Linked DNA regions of Mus musculus: region 1 is linked to region 2. The links are chromatin contacts, called in public promoter capture Hi-C maps. All regions are on one chromosome and are shown on one strand. The core of a region is the stretch at or near the end of the contact, and the rest is flanking DNA. Distances in the headings are between cores, read along the strand shown.

Region 1 (6,574 bases), core at 1,588-4,087, 1.2 Mb after region 2:
GTTTTTTAAAAGTACCACATTTTGGTAATCATTTTGACCAAGGACAGAGATGGGATCAGGTATGTAGAAGGAAAAGCAAGTCAGTGGTTGACTTAAATTCACTGCCAATCCACAAGAAGAAGAGCAATTCTTCTGTCCTGGCATGCCCCCTCCCCATATCCTTCTTGTCACCGCCCTTTATCATGGGAGTGGCCAAGAAGGTCATAAGGTCAAGGGCTGAAGCAGAGGCCATGGACAAAGGCTGCTTGCCCAGTCTTCTAGTACAACCCAGGACTGCCTGACTAAGAATAGCATCACCTGCAGTGGGCTAGGCTCTCCCACATCAGTCATAACTGTTTAAAAATGTCCCATAGACTAGCCCCTTAGCCAATCTAACGGAGGCATTTTGGCAATCGAAGTTCCTTTTTTCTAAGAGGACCCAGGTTTGTGTCAAGTTGACCAGAAGAAGAAAAAATATCTAACTAGGTCAGAGGTCAAGCTCCCGGGTGCCAGAGTGGGTCAAAACAGGAAGTCCCTGTTCAGATTTGCAGTCTGTTATGAAGACACAACCTGGATGGGAAAACTGAGGCACAAACCAAAGCAGTGATGTGTGCTCGAGTGGGTACTGATGCTAACTCACGCATGATACCCTGTCATAGTAAATATTAAATATACCAGTTTGGCATGGTAAATAAGTCTTCCTCCGGGAATTCTTTTCTCTTCCAGCACTGCAGTAACTTCTGCCAAGGTGGCTGTGAATGGCGTTCACCTGCATTACCAGCGCGTGGGAGAAGGGGAACATGCGATCCTCCTGCTTCCTGGGATGTTGGGTATGTGTGGATTCTCATGGACCGCTTCTGCAGGCTGTAGATTCTCCGCGATGGATCTCGATGCTAGATGCCAAGCATCCATCATTCATTCATGTTTGCGCTTGCTAAAAAACTCTTAAGGAATATTTGCCTTGCTCAAAGTCGAATGATCTAGAAAAGTAAATAACTCTCTACTGGATTAATTTCTTACTCTTTTACCCACTTCTTCCCCCACTGAAACACACTGTGAAAACGGTGTCCTATTACTTGGGAGGACTAGAGGGGTCGAGGAAACTGGGGTCCAAAGAAGGAGCAGATGGTGAAGACAGTAAGGTGGTGACCAGCCCTCCCAGTTAGTTTGTCTGGTACCCAAGGGGACATTCCTTTCTGGAATGTGAGACTTACATTACCAAAACCAGGCCAGGATGCATCCGGACCAGGTGTGTTGGATTTGTTTAATAAAATAATAGGTGTGTGGGGGGGAGGGGGAGTGTTAAAAGACTCTTTTCCTAACAGGGTCTTACTTTAAAGCTCACACTTGCCTTAGCCTCATAAACACTTAGATGACAGGTTTGTGCCACCATGCCTGGTCTAGTTTAAACTCAGACTCAGATGAGCACGTCACCACCTGCAGTGTGTGGAGCTGAATCTCAGTCCTGTTTTATGGAAAAGCAGTTCGGGTTTAGAAAGTTCCAGAGAGGGTGCGCCATGATTTGGGGGATTTTAGGGTTGCTGCTTGCTTGCTTGCTTCCTTTTTCTTTTTGGTATTTGTGTAATCCCAGTAGAGATTTATTGTGATTTGCCTCTTTCTCCTAAAGGTCACATGCTAAAACTTTCAGCTCCCCTTGACCCTGCTCTCCAGGCCCCTGCTGACACAGTACCACTGCGGCAAGTGAGAGGCTTGGGACACTTAGCACCCGTTTCTTAAGCTTCTGAAATGAAGGAGATGTATACTCCAAAAGCTGGTGTCCAATTAAACCATCAGCAAAAGCAGTTTACCATATTAGAGATGATTTTAAATTACTCTAACACTGCGGCATTAACTACACAAAACATCCACCAGTATAATTTTTTTTTTCATTTCTGGAAAGTATTGGCATGATCCCACAGCTTTAAAATGGAGCAGTGGGAGTCTTTCCCCTACCTTGTCCCCTAGTTTCCCATGTGCCCCGCAGAATCATGTACTGATAATTATGTCTGTTCCCTAAATATTTGTTTAAGGTTTTAGTGCTCTTGGCCCTAGTTTCCGAGTGCATGCCCAGTGTTAGAAAGCAAATGTTTCCTTATTGGTGAAACTGTTATTCTAGCTTGATCTCACCACCCCTCCAACCCCTTACTTTTTGCCCTCCTTTAGGATACTTCTAGTTCAAGGGCATACAAGAAACTCCTGTGAGAAAGCCGGAGACAAGGGCTGGCAATCATTGACCTGCTTTTGGTGTGGGTTTTTTAATGATTTGTGTGATGGACCTAGATAGTAAGTGAACTTGGCTGGCTGTATATTTGTGGCCCAAGTTCTGAGTGCTTAGAAATCAAACAAACTGCTCAGTCAGTGTGGACTTTCCCCTGGACAGAGCTCTTAGTATGTGACCTTACAAACACACACACACACACACACACACACACACACACACACACAAGATGGATGTGAGCACACCACATCTCTGGTGGCTGAGCTGGTGGGGATTAACAGGGCCATTACAGGCTCTTGGCATAGGCCCCTTCGTGCTGGTTTGATAAAATACAATTTGATTTCTTAAACACACACGTTTCAGGGTTTTCATTTACTTCTACTTACTCTTAAAAGGCATTTATATTAGCTTATTTGAAAACATCTGGAATATGACACTTCTACCTGTATGCCATTGGGATCTCCGTCATTTCTAAGTCCTTAGAGAGCTAATACCCAGAAACTATCAAATTTGAAAGTTTATTTCAGTAAGGTTTATTTAATCCTTCCAAAGGAGGCATAGGAAGACTAAACTGTAAGGCTGTCAAAAGCGCTTCAAAAATACTGGTCCCGAGCCTCACTCTGGGCCTATGTCTTCCTCAAAATTACCACTAGAGGGAGACCGGAGACAGGTCCTAACTCCATCAGGCTTGGCAATGCGCCTCTGTGTGGAGCCATTGCAACACAACTCCCCACCCCCACTAGGGGTTTTTCTGGTTAATTTTTTAGAGCACCAAGAACTGTCTTTTAAAATTGTTACTGCTTCTATTTTGCTCTGGTGTTGGCTATGCTGAGAACATTCAGTGGACCGTAACCCAGTGGGTGTTTTCAGGTAGCGGAAAGACCGATTTTGCACCTCAGCTTCAGAGCCTAAATAAGAAGCGCTTCACATTGGTGGCCTGGGACCCTCGAGGATATGGATATTCCAGACCCCCAGATCGAGATTTTCCACGGGATTTTTTTGAAAGGGATGCAAAGGATGCTGTTGACTTGATGAAGGTGAGACCCAGAGAAGTGCTGGAGTGGGGAGAGATGACTGGGCCCATCTTTATTTGTTCTAATTCCTGGTGTTCTTTCTTTTTACAAAGGCAATACCAAGTGAGTCTAATATAAGGAAGAGCTAAAGGACCAAGTAAAAACAGAGCCCAGCTATCTAATGATGCTACTGCCAAGACACCAAGGCTCTGCCTTTCCCACCAGTCTCCTGGCATAAGTGCAGTTTTAGTTTTGTTTTGTGTTACTTTGGTTTGAGACAGATTTTCATTGTATAGTCTTAATGGGCCTTGAGATCTCAACCCTTCTGCTTCAGGCTCTGACATACTAGGATTGCAGGCCTACAACACCACACCACACATAGCAAAATACACAGCTTTATACAGATGAAAATGGAGTCCTAAACCAGAGGTTCAACTCCATGGCTTCCACCCAAAAAAAGCAACAAGAAATGCTGGTGAAGAGACAGGAAAGTGTTCTAAAACCAAAACTGCCATTTGGAGAAGATGGAAAGTAAGCCCTTCGGACCATCTTCAGGGTACTGACATGAGCTTTAGGTTTAGGGAGAGCAAGAACTGGAGAGGTAGCAAGAAGTCTACAGAATTAAGCTGTCCTGGTCAAGGTGTGGTCTGGTGTTATCTCAGTTCTGGTTCTGCAGGGAAGCCTGAGGAAGTCATGACTGTTGATGCTCAGGAGTCATCTCACAGGGTGACTTGTCTGTAAGGCTCTGCCATTCCTGCAATCCAAGCTGACTTCAGGCTTAGAACCATGTCTGGAACAGGACATTAAGAAAGGCAACGGTAAGGTGCCACCGCTGCTTGTATGCTCGTGCCTTCAGCCTTGATGGGATTATCCTAGCAGGGTTACCATTGTTGTGATGAAACACCATGACCAAAGCAACATGGGAAGGAGTTTATTTGGCTTACACTTCTATGTCACAGTTCATCATCAAAAGAAGTACTAAAGGACAGGTACTAAAGCAGTGCAGAAATCTAGAAGCAGAAACTGGTGCAGAGGCCATGGAGGGGTGCTGCTTACTGGCTTGTTCCTCATGGCTTGCTCAGCCTGTCTTCCTTTAAAACCTCCAGCCTAGGAATAGCACCACCCACAGTGGGCTAGGCCCTCCCTCTCCAATCACTAGTTAGAAACTGCCTTACAGGTTGCCTATAGCCCGATATTATGGAGGCATTTTCTCCACTGAAGATGCCTCTTCTCTGTTGACTTTAAGCTTGTGTCAAGGTGACATAAAACTAGCCAGTAGAGGGGTTAAGATCGCTTAAGTACCACCAGCCTTTAGATAGACAGTCCTTGAATGCTTAACATGCCTACCTGCAGAGTTGAGCAGGAATCCAACCCAAAGTAAAGAAGATACAAAAGGAAGATGTAAACCTCCAGCTTTTGTCCTGCTTTTAATTATTGTTTAGGCCCAGGTAAGGAGTCAGAACTTTCTAGCAAACACAGTATTTTATTTGGTTATTTGGATATTCTGAGGCAGGATATTGCTAGGTAGCCCTGGCTAGCCTCAAGCTCACTGTGTAACAGGGTAGCCTCTGTGTCCAAAGTGCTGGGCTTACAGGGGTGTAGTGCTGATGGTATCACATCCTTCTGGTTTGCTGTTCGTTTCCGGATGAACATGCTCACTGCCATTGTCCCCTGTCTGTGCTCCCACTCTCTGTGGCTCCACTTATCTATGGCCAACTGTGGTCTGGAAAATTCCAGAAATAATTCATTCATAGTTGTAATGTTTTGTACTTTAAATTAAGTTTACTTTTAGCTTATACATTAATACATTTTAAAAAAAATTGTACACGCCAAAGAGTTAAATAAGGTTCCAGGATATGTCTATACTGCATAATGAATGTCCAAACCAGGTTAAACATGTCTGTCTCATCAACCATTGTTGCTTAGTTGCTTTGTGCCTTGTTTTTTTTTTTTTTTTGAAACAAGATCACTCATTGGCCTGAAGATTCCCCAAGAAGACTAGGCTGGATGGCCAGAAATCCTCCTGTCCCCACCTCCTCAAAGCTGGGATTGCATGCATGCACCACTGTGTCTAGCTTTCTACATGTGTCCTGAGAGAGACCCCAGGTCCCCATGCATGTTCCACAAGCCCTTTACCAACAACACTGTCTCCCCAGTCCTGTCCCCAACATTTATCATTTCCTCATGAGAAAAACTTCTGAAATATTTCCTCCTGTCTTTCTAAAATGCAAGTTCATTAATGTTATCTGTAGCACTCTGTCATGAGTTTTAAATCCCATGATATTCTGAGTGGTCCAGTAAATGTGATGCTGCTCAGCCATCCTGGCTCCACCCCACCCCACCCCAACTGTTAACATATCCCCTGTCCAAGGTATCTGCTCTATACTTCACGTATGTGTGTAGCTCTTGGTACCATACATTACAAGGCATCCCTGGTGAGGTATGGCTATGTATAGATTGTATAACCCCAGCAGGATCAAGAGAGCTGCTACGTTTCACTGGATGTATCCACTGGTTTATTCTACGCATCATCTACTGGTAAATGGTGAATTTTGAGCTATGTTTTGTTATAAGTTGCTCATGGGCATTTGTCAATTTTGTGATTACGAGCAATGTTGTTTATATCCTGGGTCTGTCTCCTGGTAAATGAGTCCAGGAGGGCAGTGTGCTAGGCTATAGATAATACAGATTCTCATTCTGCATATTAATGTCAAATGGTTAGCCAGAGAATGTGTGTGCATGTGGGGTGGCACCAGCAAGAGTCCTGGCTAACATTCGCTAGTTCCTTGACTTTAACCTTTTCAGACAGTGTTTTACTTCCAGAAGCCTCTTTGCCATGCTCTGTCAGCTTTCTTTGCTGAGCACATTTTTGGGGTCCTGGTTGATTCACCACCCAAGGACAGACACGGCTTTGCTATGACACTGTGCTCCCTCTTGTCTTTAGCCAGTTCTTCCCACAACTACAGCTGTGGCTTCACCAGATACTCGGATGCATTTTATCTTAAGATCCTTTCCGATCTCCATGATTGTCCTCTGAGCCACACCCAGGTGCACACACACACACACACACACACACACACAGAGTGCTTGCCATACCCAAATAACAGCAGATTGCTGCTGATTCAGTGATTCCGTATTTGGATATTTTATCCAAGAGGAAGAAGATATGATTCCCACATAAGTCAAAACCTACAATGTACTCAAGGTTCTATAACAATGACAATGTAGCAAAGCTAATTAATTGACGCCAGATCTAAGTGGCAGACTTACAGAACTCTGATCACCACCACCCAGGTTCTTTCAGCGTAGCGCAGTGGTAACTGTGCTGTGCATCCTGCTGTGTCACCCACAGGCTCTACAGTTC
Region 2 (6,662 bases), core at 3,858-6,357:
GTTTCTCTGTGTAGCCCTGGCTGTCCTGGAACTCACTCTGTAGACCAGGCTGGTCTTGAACTCAGAAATACACCTGCCTCTGCCTCCCAAGTGCTGGGATTAAAGGCCTGCACCACCACGCCCGACTGTAGCCCTGTTTCTAAGTCCAGTTTCTTGCTTTACTTTTTTTGTTTCTGGAAGTTCCGCCGCTATCTCTTGGTTTGCTGCCTTTGGACTGGATGCTAATTCTTCTCAAATGCATTTCAATGGCCAGGCTGTACACATTTCCACAGAAGTTAATGGGTCACTTCTTACTCCTTTAATGTTATCTCTCTTAGCGGTTCCTTAGGCAGCCCAGAGTTGATGTCAGCAGTTTTCCTGGGAAACGGCCTCTGCCTTCCTGATGCTAATACTTGTTCTGCTGCTGGGATATCTAGTTTCAACAGCCCAGAAAGGCAGCATACTATAGAGGCTTTTCATCCTTGCTCAGGCAGCATGCTTCCTTCAGTAGTGTTGTCACAGAAGGATGCTGAGAAGAGCCACCGTGGACCCTTAAGGACTGAACCTGATGCTTGTGGGCTACCTTTAGGCTTGTCTGATAGTTTGGCTGGGAATCCATTGTAGGTAAGGAATTATTTGTTCATTGTCTTCTACTTTCCCAGCTTGCTATTTAGAAGTCTGAGGACATTCTGATCAGGTGTCTGCTTTGTAAATACTACAAGCTTTAGAGCCTTCTGTTTCTGGTATACAGGAAGTCTTCAATCGTTTTTATGTGCATTTGGTAGGGCCTTCCTAGATGGAGCTCCCTGACTTGCAATTCTAGAACATCTCTCTCTTCTTTTTTTAACCCATTAAATATTGCCTGTTTCACACTAAGCAATCTTGTTGATATTGGAAACACCAGTGAACAAAAGAGACAGTTTTGCATTTACTGAGTGAAATTACTGTTGTGCCCTGTAGAAAACTGAATCAGAAATGAGATGGGGAAGATGGAGAGGCGTGATTAGATTTAGCTGGAGGACCAGTGGGGTCTTCAAAGAAGGGATGGACTACCACCATCCCCTCTGCTCCACACCCAGCCCTGTTTATTTTTCCTTCTTAGTGTAGTTTCTGGGAAATTTCTTTACCTTTAGTTTTTGTTCCTTCATTACTGCCATCCTGTCTTAAATTTCCCAGAGCCTGCTTTTCTTCCCTGTCTGGTCCTTCTCCCTTCCTCCCCCATTCTTTCCTTCTGTTCTCTAGTCCTCTTTCAGAAGCCTGTATTTATTGTGCTGTTTGATGACTGCTTCCTAAGGATATTAATTTTTAAATCTTTTCTATTTTTTTCCTTTTTGTTTGGTCTCTTGTATTGCTCACCCTCCCACCCCCCACCTACCCCACACACGTCAGGCATGGAATTGGAAACTGAACACGGGATAAAGGGCAGTGTGCTGTATTGGCTTTGTTCCTGTTCAGGGTATTTGTTGAAAACCCTGAAAGTCCAGTCCTTAGGGCTTTCCATTTGGAATAGTGGGAGCTCCCTCTGTTATCTGCCTGTGGGTGAAGGTTCAGTGCCTTGAGTGCTCAGTGTCAAGCAGGAAAACAGGTGTGACCTCTGATCTGGTGACCAAGTGGGACCCAAGCTGTTGGCTCTATTTGGAGCTTTACAGTTGAGATGTTCTGCTGTGGCCTGGAGTAAGATGAGATTGTCCCTGGCCTTGTGAATGACCCCAAGACTTTGAGACAGTTTCTTCAGAGAAGAAGTGGGTGCTTGGCTTTCCTCATTGGACTTTGTCATCTCCGACCCTCAGCATCATCTGCCACTAACTTCCTCGTTTACCCATTTTCCCTCCCTCCCTCCCTCCCTCCCTCCCTCCCTGCCTCCCTCCCTTTTTTTATTATTGTTGTTGCTGTTTGTATTTCAAGGCATGGGACTTACTCTGTAGAACAGAGTCACCTTGAACTCAGACACACTCCCCCAAGTGCTGGAATTAAAAGCTATGCCACAATGCCAGGCATTTACCCATTTTTCTAGGGATAGATGCAAGATTTTAAAAATTGCTTCACCATTGTTTTGATGAAACATAGGAACTTATGAAATTCATGTAGGACTAACTGGATTTACTGATTTTTTTTTTTTTTTGGCTAGGATTCACTACTCAATATTTGATCGATTTGTACTGTCTAAATATGGAGATTAGGTAACTTGGAGCTAAGAAATGTGTTTTTTTCATGGCTCCATTTGAAATGAGACGTCCACTCCCTCTGACCTGTTTCCTTGGGGTCTGAGTGAGGAGATACCACTGAAATCCATAAATATTTTCTGTCAAGCTAACAGGCTATAGAACCAACTAAGATCACTTTACTGGGCATTTAGCTGAGGACATCATGGTATGTGAAACAGGCATGGTGCCTGTCCTCATTTATGAAGTCCTATGGAAGTGCTTTTTGGGTGATTCCACAAATCTTAAAATAGAAAAGAAAATAGAAAAGCAAGTTTTTTGTTTGTTTGTTTGCTTGCTTTTGTTTTTGTTTTTTTGTTATGGTATATCTTCTCTGCCCAAAACAATATATACCACAGCACATATGAATGGGAGAGTACAGCCCACACCTAGTAAAAAACAGTACTACGACTCAGTGTACCAGCGAGTCAAGGCATTTGCCAACTGGAGGCAGCTAGTCTGTGTTGCCATGCGTTAGGGTCATGTTATAATTCTGAAAAGCATTGGGGAAAACCACCAGTTCCCTTGTTCTGCACCAGGGCTGTTAGGTTTTGTTTCCCCTGGTACAGCACGGTGAAATTCAGCGATGTTATGCAAATAACTTGCAGAGAATCTCCAGTTGCTGTAAGGAAAATGATCATTCATCTTTTCGAGATACACGTCTTCAAACGAAGACATCTTGTGGCTTTTAAATGAGAACCCAGCTTTTATTAGTACTGTGTTAGAAAGTATAGTGTTCTAGGTAGGACTAAGGAGAAGGCTCAGTGGATAGAGGCTTCATATAAGCCTGGAAACCTGAGTTTAGTCTTGGAACCCACATGTATTTTCAGTGTTAACTTTTCTGTTGTGATGACACTATAGCCAAGGCAACTTAAGAACAAAAAGAAAAAGAGTTGAAATAGTTTCAGAGGGATGATAGTCCATGATAGCAGAGTCTCGGGGCATGGGTTCTGGAGCAAGAAGCTAAAAACTCATGTCTTCAGACCACAAGCAGAAATAGAGAAAGCAACGGGAAATGGCGTGACTCCAGCAGTTAAAAGTACTGGCCCCAGATGTTTCACTACTGACTGTAACTCGAGTCCCAGGGAGCTCTGAAACCTGGCACAATGCACGGATACTCATGTGTGCAAAATGATCATACACATAATTTTGTCTAAAAAAATTCAAACTCTCAAAGCCCACCTGCAATTACATACTTCCTATAACGAGGCCATACCTCCTAAGTCTATCCTAAACAATTCCACCAATGGGGGACCAAATGTACAAATCCATTCTCACTCAAACCCCCATGCTATGTAAAGGTGGAGGGAGAGAAACAACTCCACAAAGTTCTCTGACATACATGGCTGCATTTCAGACCTCTAGAAGCCATGCAGGAGCTATACAGGGTAGGTTTAATGACCACCTATAACCCAAGCACATAGGAATCAGAGATGGGATTCCAGGGGCAAGCTGGCTAGCTTGACTAGAATTGCCAAGTTAGGTTTAGCTGAGAAGCCCTGCCTCATGAAATAGTAACCAAAGAATATAACGTCTGTCAACTTTGTGTCTCTCTGTGCAATCGCATGCATATGTGTGTGCACCCCACCACATGCACCCAACCATACACAGACACGCACATGGGCTGGGGGAGGTAAAGGGAAATGTGGAGAATGCAGCTACTCTCAAGAGGAGGCTATTCCTGCATACCTCAGGCACTAGAGAAAATATCTGAACAGTAAAATGACCAGATGTAAGCAACACACTCAAGTTGGTAGCTTCTTGGCCACTAATTACAAGCAGCACACACATACCCAGAGAGACACCCCCCAATGGCAGCCAAATCTGAACTTGTCAGTAAGGAAGATAGGATAAAAAGCATGTAGAAACAGAAAACTTGTATAGTTCTTAAATGAGCCTTGCCTTTGATTTGTTTTTGTGTATCTCTCATGCTTAGCATGTAGAATGTGAAAGTACATATTTGCTAAATAATAAAACGAATGGATAACGTTTCCCTGGGGTCTATGTAATGTCTGGAAATCAGGCTAGTCCTCAAAGCTTCTCTCCAGCAGGGGTCAGGCTGAGGCTGGAGCAAAGTTCCTAGTGACCATTGCAGGCCAAGGTTGTCTTACTGTTTGTGATCAACAGGACAGATAAAGTGACCTTTCAAGAGTTGATTTGTCTGGTTGCAAAAGCAGTGTTTGAACACTACAAAAATTATGCAAAAAGTAGTGGAAATAAACCATTTTTCCTCAGTGGTAACTACTGTGAATGGTTCAATATATGTCCTCTTGGTTACAATACGGTAAATAGAGTTTAATATACTCTGTTAGTTATTGATACAACCTGGACAGCCCCCTAGTAACCCAGGCAGAGTTGTATGGATTTACTTAATCAGCTCTTGCACAATTGCTAATATATTTTTCTAAAGCCAAACTGGCTACTTCCTAGCTGCTCTTGCCAGTGGTGCTTGCTGTTTGAGTCTTACCCAAGTTACTTCTCCAGCAGTCTATTTTGGGGGTGGGATGGGCATGTTCTCCTGGCCCATCACATCTCCTGCTCTCTCCATCTCCCTCCTTGACTCTACTTTTCTCTGTCCCTTGTGGTCCCTATTTGCAATCCCCCAGCCCAGTAACTGAAACTCCACCTACCTCTGTTCTCCCCAGTGATTGGCTGTAGCCACTTTTATTTAGCCAATAGCTTTAAATTGGGGAGCCAAGTTTACATAGACTCACTTGGTGTACATGAGGATATGTTTGTCAAGAGCAGCCAGGTCTTGGGGGCCAGTATTTAGCATTTGAATACATAGCAGCACCAGACCAGCCCCCAACACTGGACATTTTTTTAAACGTATGTGTGCATATGAAAATTGGAAACTTATGCCACCTGTTTAGCAGCTACAATCTGAACCACCAGGGGGCGCACAGTTCATGTCCTGCACCTCTCCATCTGTGCCATCCACACAGGCAGTGAAAGAATGGACAGCCTAGGAACTGTACTTTATGAGAGAAATGAATCCCTTTGCACACTCCGCCTGCCAACCTTTGCCCTCTGCCCCCATCGCCAGGGTTCTATCAATAGCCCAGCCATCCATGCACACTGAGGAACATGGACCCAGAGTGAGTCTGCTGGAATTCAAACCCTGGCTGGGCTGATTCGTGGTCAAGGTTGTCATCTTTGCTTTTCCCCTTCCTCATCTGTAGGAACTTAATTGCAATGGAACCTCATCACTGAGAACTGAGATGTACAGGGTCTCATCTTGCAGCGCTGAGCGCCTCATCTCAGCCTTTTGAGTGCTGGGATTAACCAGTGTGTGCCATTGTCTCTGTCTATTTCCGATAATGACTTTAAAAACCTACCACAATGCCGGTATCATACTATACTCTATGCTGTTACTTGGGGACAGACTTTTTCAATTTGTAAGATCCTGCCTCAAAACAAACATGTCCAATCACTAAGCAAGTAGTGTATTTTGCACCCCAGGCAGTGCAACATGTTTCTTGGCTGTAGCTGTACCACAAACACAAGTGAGGCACGGTGCATAATGGAGCTAGGCCATAGGAACGTGGGCTCTCCATTACAATCTATGGCAGCACCAACATATGTGACAGGTACCAACTGGCAGTGGCAAAATACCAGGATACAGGGAAAGTGTTTTTCACAGAACTCAAAATCCCCTGTGCACTCTCCTTCCTGGTTATAGTAAAAGTGTTTTTTTCTGGTCCTGAGAATTATAGAAATGGCTGGCATTGCTTTGCTGTGCTAGGACCTGCTCTGACAGCTGTTCTGACACCTGCAAAGCCACATGTGTTAAACATTGATTCTGTGATTTCCTTCTGGGGACTGTTTTCCTTGTGTTTTAAAACATGAATACGTGGAGCTGGGTGATAATCTCTGATTCAGCCATAGGACATATCATCGTAGGACAGGAAAGGAACATCTGAGTCACTTAATCTAATTCCTGCAGTGTGACAGCAACTTGACCATGGTGGTGATAAAAAGACCGGAATTACAGTTTATCAGATGATGCATTCGATCATGACTTTTTCCATTAAAGCAGGCAGGCTTAAGAACACCCAGGCTTCACTGAATTAAGTGCTTTATACTGTGTCTACAAGCACAGAAATAGCACAGTTTTAAAAAGTGAATTGTAGATACAGACACTGTAACAAGACAGGACACTTTTCATAACATGTGAGTAACAAAGTTGACTCGTCTGCACTATGTACTTAATCAAACTTCCATGACATTCAGTCAGTTGTCTTAACATCTTTGCTGGAAACAGGTCTAAAAAGGTTTTGTAGAGCCATCTTACTGTGCACTGATATCGACTTACCTGCATCTGGTAAAATACAACATATTCACAGGCAGTGAGTTTCAGGCAGGCAGCAAGAGATTGGAAGTGCAGGGTGCCCTGGGAACTGAGCCTTCAGGCTCAGGAATGCTTAACAGAGTAGATGGATTTCCTACCATGCACCACCACTGATGTAGCCCAGAAAGCAT

The links. Promoter capture Hi-C pulls out the DNA fragments that hold promoters and counts their contacts.
Region 1: a contact with region 2 is called in a promoter capture Hi-C map of liver, with 2.9 times the contacts expected there. The contact joins two enhancer-like sites. A contact is called at or near these places in 2 of 39 promoter capture datasets (cranial neural crest and liver), 1 of 115 datasets of contacts at active chromatin or transcription factors (large pre-B cells) and 1 of 9 other capture datasets (embryonic stem cells).

The regions. Positions count from the first base shown.
Region 1 is chr13:34,043,719-34,050,292 of GRCm38.p6, forward strand. It overlaps Bphl (biphenyl hydrolase-like (serine hydrolase, breast epithelial mucin-associated antigen)), which reads left to right. Exons shown (of 7, transcript NM_026512.1): 2 at 706-809; 3 at 3,068-3,234; 4 at 6,563-6,574. Among named protein-coding and RNA genes, the nearest start is that of Bphl, 9.4 kb to the left of the region's middle. Within about 2 kb of position 2,838, at least 16 of the 459 cell types and tissues checked have an H3K27ac peak or open chromatin away from gene starts, as enhancers often do. A contact at or near this core is called in liver, where this site is marked.
Region 2 is chr13:32,823,039-32,829,700 of GRCm38.p6, forward strand. No RefSeq gene overlaps it. Among named protein-coding and RNA genes, the nearest start is that of Wrnip1, 24 kb to the left of the region's middle. Within about 2 kb of position 5,108, at least 23 of the 459 cell types and tissues checked have an H3K27ac peak or open chromatin away from gene starts, as enhancers often do. A contact at or near this core is called in liver, where this site is marked.